3 separate regions of the Mus musculus genome follow, and all the other regions are linked to region 2. Evidence: chromatin contacts called from public Hi-C data. All regions are on one chromosome and are shown on one strand. Each heading gives the region's core, a stretch centred on a gene start, on an enhancer-like site or on the middle of the called end of the contact. The rest is flanking DNA. Distances are from core to core; before and after follow the strand shown.

Region 1 (3,409 bases), core at 59-2,558, 72 kb before region 2:
TTTCGTTAGTGGTGCATAATTCTCTTTGTGTAGTTGGGAAACTACTCAGAATGATGTTTAGCTAGAAAAAGCATCATGCTCTCCTAGTAATGATGATTGTTTAGGGATGGGCATGTCTCAAATTGGGCTAATATGACCCTTTAATCTTTGTGTGAAGCAGGCTCCCCCTTGCCTTGCCTGGCCACACATTTTACAGAATACAGAGTAGAAGCTGCTTTTGTTTCTATGGAGCCAAGGTATGGGAACTAACTGAATCTTCTTTGAGCTACTAGATTTACCTATGTCATATGAAGCAGACATATGACTAACTTTTTAAGCCACATGAGACAATACATCATTTATATTTAAATGGATTCAAGGTTAGAACATATCAAATACTTATATCAACATCTTCAATAAATACTCAAATATGTGCAATTATTTTTAATACCAATGCAAGTTGGGTTTTTTTTTTTTTTTTGTCCTTTGCAGTAAAAGAATCCTAACTGATACAAATGATAAGAAAGTAAGATGGCAAAAGAGCCCATTTACAGCAGGAACAAGAGAAGTTAAAATAACAAAAACAGATCCATAGGTACTGATCTAAGAAATAGGAGAGTCATATGAAAAAAAATGACTTAAATTTATTAAGTGATCTCAAGAAGACCTGGATATTTGAAGAGGAACAGAGCCTGGATGGGAAAGATGCAGAATTTAAACAGATTAAATTTTCCTAAAACAATCCATAAAAATGTCTCTTAACGGTTCTTACTCCCACTCATACCCTAATACCCTCACCCTTCCAAATAGACACCCTCCCCCTCCCCCTCCCCCTCCCCCTCCCCCTCCTCCCCTCCTGTAGTCACTGTTGCAATTTGAATGAGAAGGGCCCCCAAAGGCTCATGGATTTGAATGTTTAGGCCCCAGTTGGGGAACTGTTTGGGAAGGATTAGGAAGTGTGGCCTTGTTGGAGGTGTGTCACTGGGTGGTTTTGGGATTGCAAAAGCCTTGTCCATTCTTGGTTTTGTTTTGTTTTGTTTTTCTCTTTGTCTCTCTGCATTCAGCTTGTGGATCAAGATGTATGTTCTTAGCTATTGCTCCAAAGCCATGCCTGCCTGCCTGCCTGCTCCCATGCTTCCCGCCATGATGGTCATGGACTCTCACTGTCTGTAACCGTAAACCCCCAAGTTAAATGCTTTTTTGGGTACGTTGCCTTGGTTATGGTGTTTTGTCATGGTGACGGAAAAGTAACTAAGACAACCATGCTCTATTTCCTCCCCTTTTAATCTCAGGCATATTTTTCTGAATCTGTTTTTTCTACACACCCACATGTCCAGTTTGGGCCTCTATAGAGCTGGACTGCTCTGTACTATTACTCTCCCAACAGTCTTGCTGACACATTCACATTCGCCAGCTCTTTCACAACACACAGTAGGTCGTCACTATCCTGTCTCCCTTCGTATCCTTTTCTCTGGTCACTCTGAATGGCTGGTGATATTTTGCTCTGATCGTTGTCCCACACTTCTGTGGCATTGCTCATGTCCTCAAGATTGATCTAAAACAGAATATTTGGGATTGAGCAGCGAGAGGGAAATGAATAATATAGCCACTTGAGCTCAAATTGTCATTCCACAAAGCAGTGACAATCACAAGACATACATATTCATGATGTCATTATCCTGACACTTTATGAGGTGTTGGCAGAGGATGAGCTTTTCCGGAATTTTCACTTCACTGCCTGAAATTATTACTGAAAAAAAAAAAAAACAGTAATAACAAAACCTAACAAAGCAAAACCCATCTCTGTGAGCCGAGGTCCTGAGAAGCTCAAGGTAACATCGGGCTGAACGGAGGCAGATCCGGGTGAGCACCCACCCAGGGCACCTGTCTGCCAAGACTTTTACTGGGAATATCCTTAGGCTGGGCTCCCACTCCTGGGCCTGATTGTTGAAGACAGTTTCTTCCTTGCCAAAGAACATGCATAAATTTAGACTCCCAAGGCTATGCTTGCTCTCTCAGAGAGTATTATTTTATTATTAAATGAAACTATAATTTTCTTCAGATTATGGGTACTATATATGCTCATGGAAGGAAATATGGAAAGTATAACACACACACACACACACATTCATGATTTAAAATAATGAACACACAGAACCCCCTCAAATATTCTGTGTAACCCCATTTTTAACTCCTGAGATGAACAAACAGTAGATGAAGAGAACAGATTAATGGCTATCAGGGCTTAGAGACTGGGGATAAGGGTGGAAAGTGGGTGTGGTTATATAAGGCGGCACAACACCTCCCCTCCTCCCCAATTAATTACTTTTATCCACACTAGCCATGAAAAAGCAATTACATTTTACACAACACTATTAACACAGAGACTCTTTATGGTGATAGAATTGTTCTAAATATTGTCAGTGTTGATGATGGCACAAATCTGCCCTTAGGCTAAAACTGCATAAAACTGAACAACAGACACTATGGTTGATGGAAATATTGGTGAGGTAGTGGATTGTATTAGTGCCGGTTTCCTGACTGCCGTATAGTTACATATGACATCGTGGCAGGAGGAGAGTATAGGTTAGATGTGATATTCTTATCATTCATGAAAACTGAGTGTTATGTGACAATATTCTTAGAAGTTTCTAGAGACCCGGGTCTAAAAATGAACAAGTCATATGATTTTAAGGTGTTAATAAATAAACATAAACACACAGAAAGCCAGGAGTGTTTTAGAAAAATAATATTTAGGCCATCCATGAAGACTCATATTTGGATAAATAGGAATAATTAAGAAGAGAGAGCCTCTCACATATTTACAGCCATTCATGTTAATTCATTTCATATTTTAAAAAAATCCAGGAATGGGCTGGGCAGCGGTGGCACACTCCTTTAATACCAGCACTTGGGAGGCAGAGGCAGGTGGATTTCTGAGTTCAAGGCCAGCCTGGTCTACACAGTGAGTTCCAGGACAGCCAGGGCTATACAGAGAAACTCTGTCTCAAAACAAAACAGACAAACAAACAAACAAACAAAATCCAGGAATGTAAGTATGAACAAAAAGGGCCTAAAGCCAAGAAATTAGCTATGCGACTTACAGTAAGGGTAGATGTAACCCAAACCTACAGTTTGATAAGAACACTTAAATAGCTTTCTTGTAAATGGGTAGTATTTTAAATTGAATTTACACACATTATATTATAGACCATGGAAAAAGAATCAGATGATTGCTAGTCTTTTGATTTAAATAGTGATTCTATCTTATTTTGGTTCTCTTTTAAAACAAGGTCAGTAGAATTAGAAGCAGAGTTCATTATTTTGGTAGAATTGGTGGCTTCAAGGTCCTGGATCAACTTCAGGAAGTGCAAGGTTCAGAATTCAAATAACTTCTACAAAAAGTTATTGCCAAATATTGAATTGTATG
Region 2 (3,950 bases), core at 59-2,558:
TACTACCTGCTTTCCACCATATTGGCAATAGCAGTTAAGGACGGTTGTCAAGCGACCGACACAACATGCACACACTGCTGAGATGCAGAACAAAGCCTGGGTGGCTGCCTAAAATCGGTCTCTCCAAATGACAGCCCCAATTTATGACACCAGTCTAAGGCTTGCGGGGATTTGCGACGTCTTTTTCTCTGTTGGTGGGGAAGAAAGAGATGAAATTTGGAGAGCTCCAAGCAGTGGCCTGGGCTTCCATCTGTTTGTGCGGGGCAGAAAGGCTTACACACATATTCATTAAACTTGATCTGAAGCGAGCGAGTCTGTGAGGTCGTTTCTGAAATATTCATAAGGTCTGTTACCGGACTCGCCACTTAGAGGTTGAGCAGAAACACGACGAGGGGGAGCAGTTGGTGCCCACACTTGGAAATAAAGGCACTAGGAAAAACAGCACACCTCGCTCCACTGTTCCTGTTTTAACAGCTCCTCACGGCTGCTCTCCGCCCGCCTGTTCAATTGCACCTGCCCAGGAGATGCTCCAAGAGTGGAGTTTCCTGGAGTAGAAGGAGGTGCGCTCGCCAGCCCTGCAGACCTGGCTCAGGGTGGAGGCTCAGAGACCTCTGGTTTACAGCTCTGCCACTCTGCCGCCTGGCACCGCCCCGGGGCCTGACCGGCAGGACAGAGGGCTCCTTAGGGGCCAGGACCCTCCACTTGCCCCAGCCAGGCCGCTCTTTGTTCCCGCTTGGGATTCCTCCCTAAGCACCAGCAGTGGCGTTCAGTCGCTAGGCGACCTGCGCCCCAGGGACGCAAACAGCTTCCAGCGCTGACCCGCAGCGCCGCGGGTTGTTATTTCCCGGCTCACGATGAGAAAGAGGATTTAGTCTTGGGTGACTCGGGCGCTCCGGCACCCAGGTAGTGCGCACTTTCATTCACGTCCCCTCACTGTCCCCATTTATTTTGTACCCTACACACACAGGTCAGCTGCCACCTCTCTTTTTTCCAAGGGCATTCACCCTTGGCTCCTCTAGGGTCGCGACTCACCGGAGCAGAGACAGTGGTGGGCTCAGCAGCTCTGGGATCGCAACAGTGTGGTCTCCATCTCCGCCTTCGCTCCTGCTACGCACTAGCGACCGTGATCGCCGCGGCTGGTCCCCGAGCGGATGCTGGACAGAGGCGGCCGCGGCTGCCGCACTGGCTGCGGGCGCGGGAGGGGCGGGGGCGGGGCGGGAATCTGGGTCGCGTGGAGCCCTGCAAGCCGGGTTGCACCCTGGGCAGCGGGCAGAGAGGAGGCGACCGAGAGCAGCTGGGGAGGGCGTGCAGAGGTTTCCCTGGGAGCAAGACGCTGGCGGCTACTGAGCATGCTCAGTCGCGGAACCCCGGGGCGCGGGCGCGGCGGGGAGGAGTGAGCTCAGGCCCCCGCGCCAGAATGTGGGAAGAAAGGGTTAAAACTGCGCACTTGGCCGCAGTGGCCTAGTTTAACTGTGCAGGAGTCAGAGTCGACCACCCCTAAAGAAGTCCAGGGTTGTGAACCTGGGAAGACCTGTCAGTGGGATTCCTGAAGAATCTAGGGCAAGGAATGTTCTCCAGTTCCTCTGAGGTGGATTATCCAGAAGGCAAAGTTTGTTTTTAGTTTATTTGTTTTTTTACCTCCTCCCAATTCAGATACCCAACCCTCACTTGCTTTCCTGTGTGTTCTGACTCCCCCCAGGCATCCCCTTCCTCTCTTGATTCTTGGACAGGTCAGGTGAAGTTGTCAAAGAGCCAGTTCTTTAATTAGGTGTAACTGAGAGCCCCGGTGGGTCTTCCCTGGCCCAGGCCTGTGTTTCATCGAGGGTTTCATAAACAACAGCTCATTACAAGTTTAAGTATAATGGGATAAATTATAGATATCCTGGTCTGCAATTATTTGGGGGGAACACTGCCTTCTTGCAGTGGAATGGCTGAACTCCCGAACACCCACACCCTTCCTCAGTCCTATTTTCGGTTTTATGTAGAACGTCTTCATAGATAAGAGTTTCCGAACAACACAGGGAAACTGACTTCTTCAAAAGGCTTTGATTTTGCTCGTGGTGTTCCGATCTTCTGGTTTACCTTACCCTTTCCGTTCCCCTTCATGACGACCTACTCACTCTCTGTGATCAATGTTACCTTCTCTGAAACGTGGCTGCAATACAAGTTAATGCCTGGCTGTCAGAGATCATCTGGACACGCTGCTGTCACATAGTAGAGTTGGTTACTGCTGTATAAGAAGGTCAAACAACCAAGCCAACTGTTTTGTGCAGGCACGGAACAATGTGCTGAGAAAACAACAACAAATAAGACAGACAGGTTTTTCTCCTCAGAGAATTTACAATCTGTTGAAAACGACAGGCAAGCCAGAATGGCGGCAGCACTTGGGAAGCAGAGGCAGGTGGATTTCCTGAATTTGAGGGCAGCTTGGTCTACATAGTGAGTCCAATAACAATCACAAAACCAGAGAAAGGCAACAAATACCTAAAATGGAGAGTATTATCAAGAATAAAGGTCAAGTTGTTTTTGACTTTGTGTTACCCATCAAATGAATCTACCGAGACTTGACTTATCTCTGAAACAATGGATAATAATATTAATAATGGCCTCAGGCTAACCAAAATGTGTGGGTCCTTGCTAGTCTGTTGTTAAACCATTGATTTTTTCCCCCTTTCATTTGATTCCATCAGCTAAAACTGTTCTAATCTCAAATTATTTGTAGGAAGAACTTGCCATCCCAAGTAATGAGTAGGAGGCGTGTGTTGTGGGAGACAGAGCAGTTGTATTGTATCTATTATCTAATTGGAGGAACAGTATTTGTTAAATGGCCAAAGTCAACCGAGATTCCCAAATCTCATGAGTCTCTTCTCATGTATTATCTGTATTTACAGAAATAGTTATTCTCCAAAATATATCATTTGACTCATTGCACCTTCCTGCTGTCTGGATTGTGTAAGTATTTCGCTCGATCCTGTTGTTGTCTGAGCTTAAGAACCAGCTCTCCTGAAGCTTGTTTGATTATGGGTGTCCATGATGACTAATGACTAACCACTTTGACACTGTATAATGTGGGCACCTCCAGGGTTAGATCTCATTCATCTTTTTATTAAAGAACTTAGCAGATGACTAGTGGGTGGGGGATCCTCAGTGAGTTTACCGACTACAGGAATGCTGGGCCTTCCGACCACATTCTTTTTAACAGGTCTTCCTAGTAACCGTGGAATAAATTCCACAATCATGACACTTAACTTGGCCCTTGCCTGGTCTATGGATTTTTCCATTAGCCACAAATTTACTTTTTTTTCTTCTGGGTTTTGAGTTACTTTTGGATTTAGAAAAGAAGAAGAAGAAGAAAGAAGAAGAAGAGGAAGAAGAGGAAGAAGAAGGAGAAGGAGAAGGAGGAGAAGGAGAAGGGGAAGGAGAAGGAGGAGGAGGAGGAGGAGGAGGAGGAGGAGAAGAAGAAGAAGAAGAAGAAGAAGAAGAAGAAGAAGAAGAAGAAGAAGAAGAAGAAGAAGAAGAAGAAGAAGAAGAAAGGAAGGAAAGAAGGAAGGAAGGAAGGAAGGAAGGAAGGAAGGAAGCAGCAGCCAAGTGTGATGCACACCTTTACACCCAGCACCTGGAAGGCCGAAGCAGCCAGATTGCTATGGGTTGGTGGCCAGCCTGTTCTACATAGAGAGTTCCAGGGTTATATATTTAGTTAGACCTTGTCTCAGGAAAAACAAACAGACAAAACAAACAAACAAAAAAACCCATAAAACCCCAAACTTGATCAAAAGTTTACCATGCAATCAACAGCGAAGAGATTGAGACCATGTGAATTATCTTTTACAAATAATGCATAAAGAGTCCACAGAGGAGGATCTGTATGCAGAGTCACAGAGGAGAGCTGAAGAGGCTGGGGCAGAATTAGAAGCTGTTGTGTTCTGTCATCTCCTCAGGCTCAGTGCTGA
Region 3 (3,725 bases), core at 167-2,666, 91 kb before region 2:
AAACCCCAACTAGCAGGAGGAAACTCAGCCTCAGGATTCTCCTGTCTCCCATAATTGGAGCCCCTATCCAAGCCCCAGGGACACCACGAGGACTGAGTGATGACAACCCTGAGCCCCTCTAAAATATGATAATAGCTTCAGGAAGTCCTATGATTGGGCCTTCCAGTTACCAGAGAAAAGGGGGAAATGCGAGACCATATTGTCGGTTCAGATTCCACCTTAGAGAACTTGACCTAAGGTTGAACTCGAGTTAACTAGCCAGTGTCTAGCACCAGTTTCCAGGTTACCTTCACCTCCTCCCTGCCAACAAATCTGCACCTCCAGGTTACAACTCTGCCCCTAGCACTTCTCTTCCTAACAACCACCAATCAGGAGGAAATCAGACGTTAAGTTTATGGTATGGCTCCCAGCACCAGCCAATTATGTTAAAGGCCATAATGGCCCTCCAATTAGATATGTACTAGGCTAGATAACCCCCTTTCTTGCCTCTAAAAATGCTTGTCTGAAACTAGGCTCAGGGCTGCCCCTTCCATTCTGCTGTGTTAGAGATGATAGTGTGGCCTAATCTCTTGAGCTTGAATAAAGAGATCCTAGTGTGACTATTAAAATCAGCTCCTTGGTGATCTTTTGGGGTTCTCAAATGCTTTCTGGTACAATACTACCATACACATGACTTATCTCAAGTCTCAGCGGACATCCCTACTGGCTTGTTTTATATTCAACTTGCTACAAGCTAGTGTCACCAGAGAGGAGGGAACCCCAACTGGGAAAATACCTCTATAATACTGGGCTCTAGGCAAGCCTGTAGGGTGTTTTCTTAATTAGTGATTGATAGGGAAGGGTCCAACCCATTGTGAGTAGTTCCATCTCTGAGCTGGTGATCCTGGGTTCTCTAAGAAAGCAGGCTGAGCAAGCCATGAGGAGTATGCCAGTAAGCAGACCCTCCGTGGCCTCTGCATCAGCTCCTGCCTCCAGGTTCCTGTCCTGTTTGGGTTCCTGTCCTGACTTCCTTCACTGATAAACAGTGAGCCATATGGAAGCATAAGCCAAATAAACCCTTTCCTTCCCAGGTTGCTGTGGTCATGGCGTTTCACCACAGCAACGGTAACCCCGACTAAGACATCTTCAGCATCCAGGAGGTCTCCATGGTAATTCAGACTGTACCTTTAGTGTTTCACACCATGGCCTCTCAGGCCCTTCTTGTAAGGACTCTTACATTGCTGGGCTTAAGAAGCTTTCTGGAACATTGACTCTATGAATCCCTGACTCATACATTTTGCATGCAGGCAAAATCAGCAGTGTGTGTGTGTGGATGCTGTTGCCAGGGTCTGCTGCCAGTTTGTAATATAGTCTGGCCCTGTGATACCCACCATCTGTCACAGATTTGGTGGCCTATGTGAGCCTTTGTTGTTGCTTGGGAGAACACTTCCCTAGATGGTTACTTTTTTGGAGAGAATCCCTGTGGCTGCATTCTATATTCAGACTCCTTCAAATAATTTGCATTTTCACAGACTCTGGCCTTTAATGGGTCTTCCCCACGGGGCAACTTTCCCATTGTCTCAATGCAGAACACAAGGCTTCTCCTTATTGATACTAATCCTTTTAAAAAGTATATCTAGTGACGTGTGCTCGGCGCGCGGCACGCTGCGCGCTGCTGAGGGCTGTGTGTGATACCCGCTACCATGCCCAAGCGGAGCTGCGGGTTTGCAGACTCAGCCCTGCTCCAACTCAAAGTCCACGTGGGCCTGAAAGAGCTGAGCCACGGTGTGTTCGCCGAGCGCTACTCACGCGAGGTCTTCGAAAGAACCAAGCAGCTCCTTTTCCAAGGGGCTCGGGCCTATAGAGATCACATATCGAGCGAAGATTGTTCTGTGAACCACCTACGGGAGTCACTGAAGTCTGGTGTGGTGGGAGCCCCTCAACCTGCGAGGGGACAGATGTTGATTGGACCTGATGGCCAACTGACATGGTGCCAAGCTCAGGCCTCAGAAGGTGGCCTTCCCAGGACAGCACCCATCGCTTGTTCATCGTGCATGAGATCTGTGGATGGGAAGGCGGTCTGCAGCCAGTGCGAGCGAGCGGGCCCTGTGTGGGCAGTGTGTATACACACCTGCTAGGGCTGCGGTTCTTTGGCCTGTGTGCTGTGTGGCCTTGCAGAGTGAGTGCTTTGATCTGTGGGGGTGCAGACATCACGGTCCCTCTCCCTGAGAGGGCACAGGTGCTGGGTGGGTGACTCAGGGATCCTTTTGAAAGAAGTCCACGCTTCCCAGTTGTCTGTGGCCTACTTAAAGCAGCTCCCTGGCTTGCACAGCAAAAACAAAAACAAAAACAAAAACAAACAAACAAACAAACAAACAAAAAACAACAAAAAAACCAAAAACAACAAAAAAATATATCTATTTTTTCTTACTCAAGTCTTTAGACTTGTTTTCTCATCTTCCCTTGCCCACATGAACATTTTCCATCCCTCTCCCCTCCCCCCATCTCCTTGTAATCCGAGTTAGTGCAGTGAACAGTAACCATGCCACACAGCTTGAATGCTGTCTGTCTTGAAATTTCCTCTACCAGAGAAATTGGTCCATTATCTTTTTTAAAATTTTTTTTAATTAGGTATTTTCTTCATTTACATTTCCAATGCTATCCCAAAAGTCCCCCCATACCCTCACTCCCACTTCTTTCCCCACTCCCACTTCTTGGCCCTGTCTTTCCCCTGTACTGAGGCATATAAAGTTGCAAGACCGATGGGCCTCTCTTTTCAATGATGGCCGACTAGGCCATCTTCTGATACATATGCAGCTAGAGACACGAGCTCTGTGTGTGGGGGTACTGGTTAGTTCATAATGTTGTTCCACCTATAGGGTTGCAGACCCCTTTAGCTCCTTGGGTATTTTCTCTAGCTCCTTCATTGGGGGCCCTGTGATCCATCCAATAGCTGACCGTGAGCATCCACTTCTGTATTTGCTAGGCCCCGGGATAGTCTCACAAGAGACAGCTATATCAGGGTCCTTTCAGCTAAGTCTTGCTAGTGTATGCACTGGTGTCAGCGTTTGGAGGCTGATTATGGGATGGATCTCCAGGTATGGCAGTCTCTAGATGGTCCATCCTTTCATCACAGCTCCAAACTTTGTCTCTGTAACTCCTTCCATGGGTGTTTTGTTTCCAATTCTATTAAGGGGCAAAGTGTCCACATTTTGGTCTTCGTTCTTCTTGAGTTTCATGTGTTTTTCAGATTGTATCTTGTATCTTGGGTATTCTAAGTTTCTGGGCTAATATCCACTTATCAGTGAGTATATATCATGTGAGTTCTTTTGTGATTGGGTTACCTCACTCAGGATGATGCCCTCCAGGTCCATCCATTTGCCTAGGAATTTCATAAATTCATTCTTTTTAATAGCTGAGTAGTACTCCATTGTGTAAATGTACCACATTTTCTGTATCCATTTTTCTGTTGAGAAACATCTGGGTTCTTTCCAGCTTCTGGCTATTATAAATAAGGCTGCTATGAACATAGTGGAGCATGTGTCCTTCTTACCGGTTGGAACATCTTCTGGGTATATGCCTAGGAGAGGTATTGCTGGATCCTCCAGTAGTACTATGTCCAATTTTCTGAGGAACCACCAGACTGATTTCCAGAGTGGTTGTACAAGCTTGCAATCCCACCAACAATGGAGGAGTGTTCCTCTTTCTCCACATCCACGCCAGCATCTGCTGTCACCTGAGTTTTT

Evidence for each region. A called contact is a pair of places that touch in the nucleus more often than the background predicts.
Region 1: a contact with region 2 is called in a Hi-C map of cortical neurons, with 4 times the contacts expected there. The contact joins the enhancer-like site here to the promoter of Elmod1 in region 2. A contact is called at or near these places in 15 of 39 promoter capture datasets (the HPC-7 cell line, cranial neural crest, embryonic stem cells and 8 more), 6 of 15 datasets of contacts at CTCF or cohesin (embryonic stem cells, hippocampal excitatory neurons, pro-B cells and 1 more), 129 of 484 Hi-C or Micro-C datasets (8-cell embryo, the AML12 cell line, the AtT-20 cell line and 58 more), 21 of 115 datasets of contacts at active chromatin or transcription factors (PVALB interneurons, SST interneurons, VIP interneurons and 12 more) and 3 of 9 other capture datasets (embryonic stem cells, embryonic tail and pancreatic islet).
Region 3: a Hi-C map of cerebellum shows a contact between it and region 2, with 2.0 times the contacts expected there. The contact joins the enhancer-like site here to the promoter of Elmod1 in region 2. A contact is called at or near these places in 16 of 39 promoter capture datasets (the HPC-7 cell line, cranial neural crest, embryonic stem cells and 8 more), 6 of 15 datasets of contacts at CTCF or cohesin (embryonic stem cells, hippocampal excitatory neurons, pro-B cells and 1 more), 145 of 484 Hi-C or Micro-C datasets (8-cell embryo, the AML12 cell line, the AtT-20 cell line and 60 more), 24 of 115 datasets of contacts at active chromatin or transcription factors (PVALB interneurons, VIP interneurons, astrocytes and 14 more) and 3 of 9 other capture datasets (embryonic stem cells, embryonic tail and pancreatic islet).

The regions. Positions count from the first base shown.
Region 1 is chr9:53,901,768-53,905,176 of GRCm38.p6, forward strand. No RefSeq gene overlaps it. Among named protein-coding and RNA genes, the nearest start is that of Gm39340, 4.0 kb to the left of the region's middle. Within about 2 kb of position 1,309, at least 9 of the 459 cell types and tissues checked have an H3K27ac peak or open chromatin away from gene starts, as enhancers often do. A contact at or near this core is called in VIP interneurons, cerebral cortex, cortical neurons and 1 more, where this site is marked.
Region 2 is chr9:53,973,993-53,977,942 of GRCm38.p6, forward strand. Elmod1 (ELMO/CED-12 domain containing 1) reads right to left here and starts at 1,309. Exons shown (of 11, transcript NM_177769.4): 1 at 1,033-1,309.
Region 3 is chr9:53,882,400-53,886,124 of GRCm38.p6, forward strand. It overlaps the pseudogene Gm16380. Among named protein-coding and RNA genes, the nearest start is that of Gm39340, 15 kb to the right of the region's middle. Within about 2 kb of position 1,417, at least 11 of the 459 cell types and tissues checked have an H3K27ac peak or open chromatin away from gene starts, as enhancers often do. A contact at or near this core is called in VIP interneurons, cerebellum, embryonic cerebral cortex and 1 more, where this site is marked.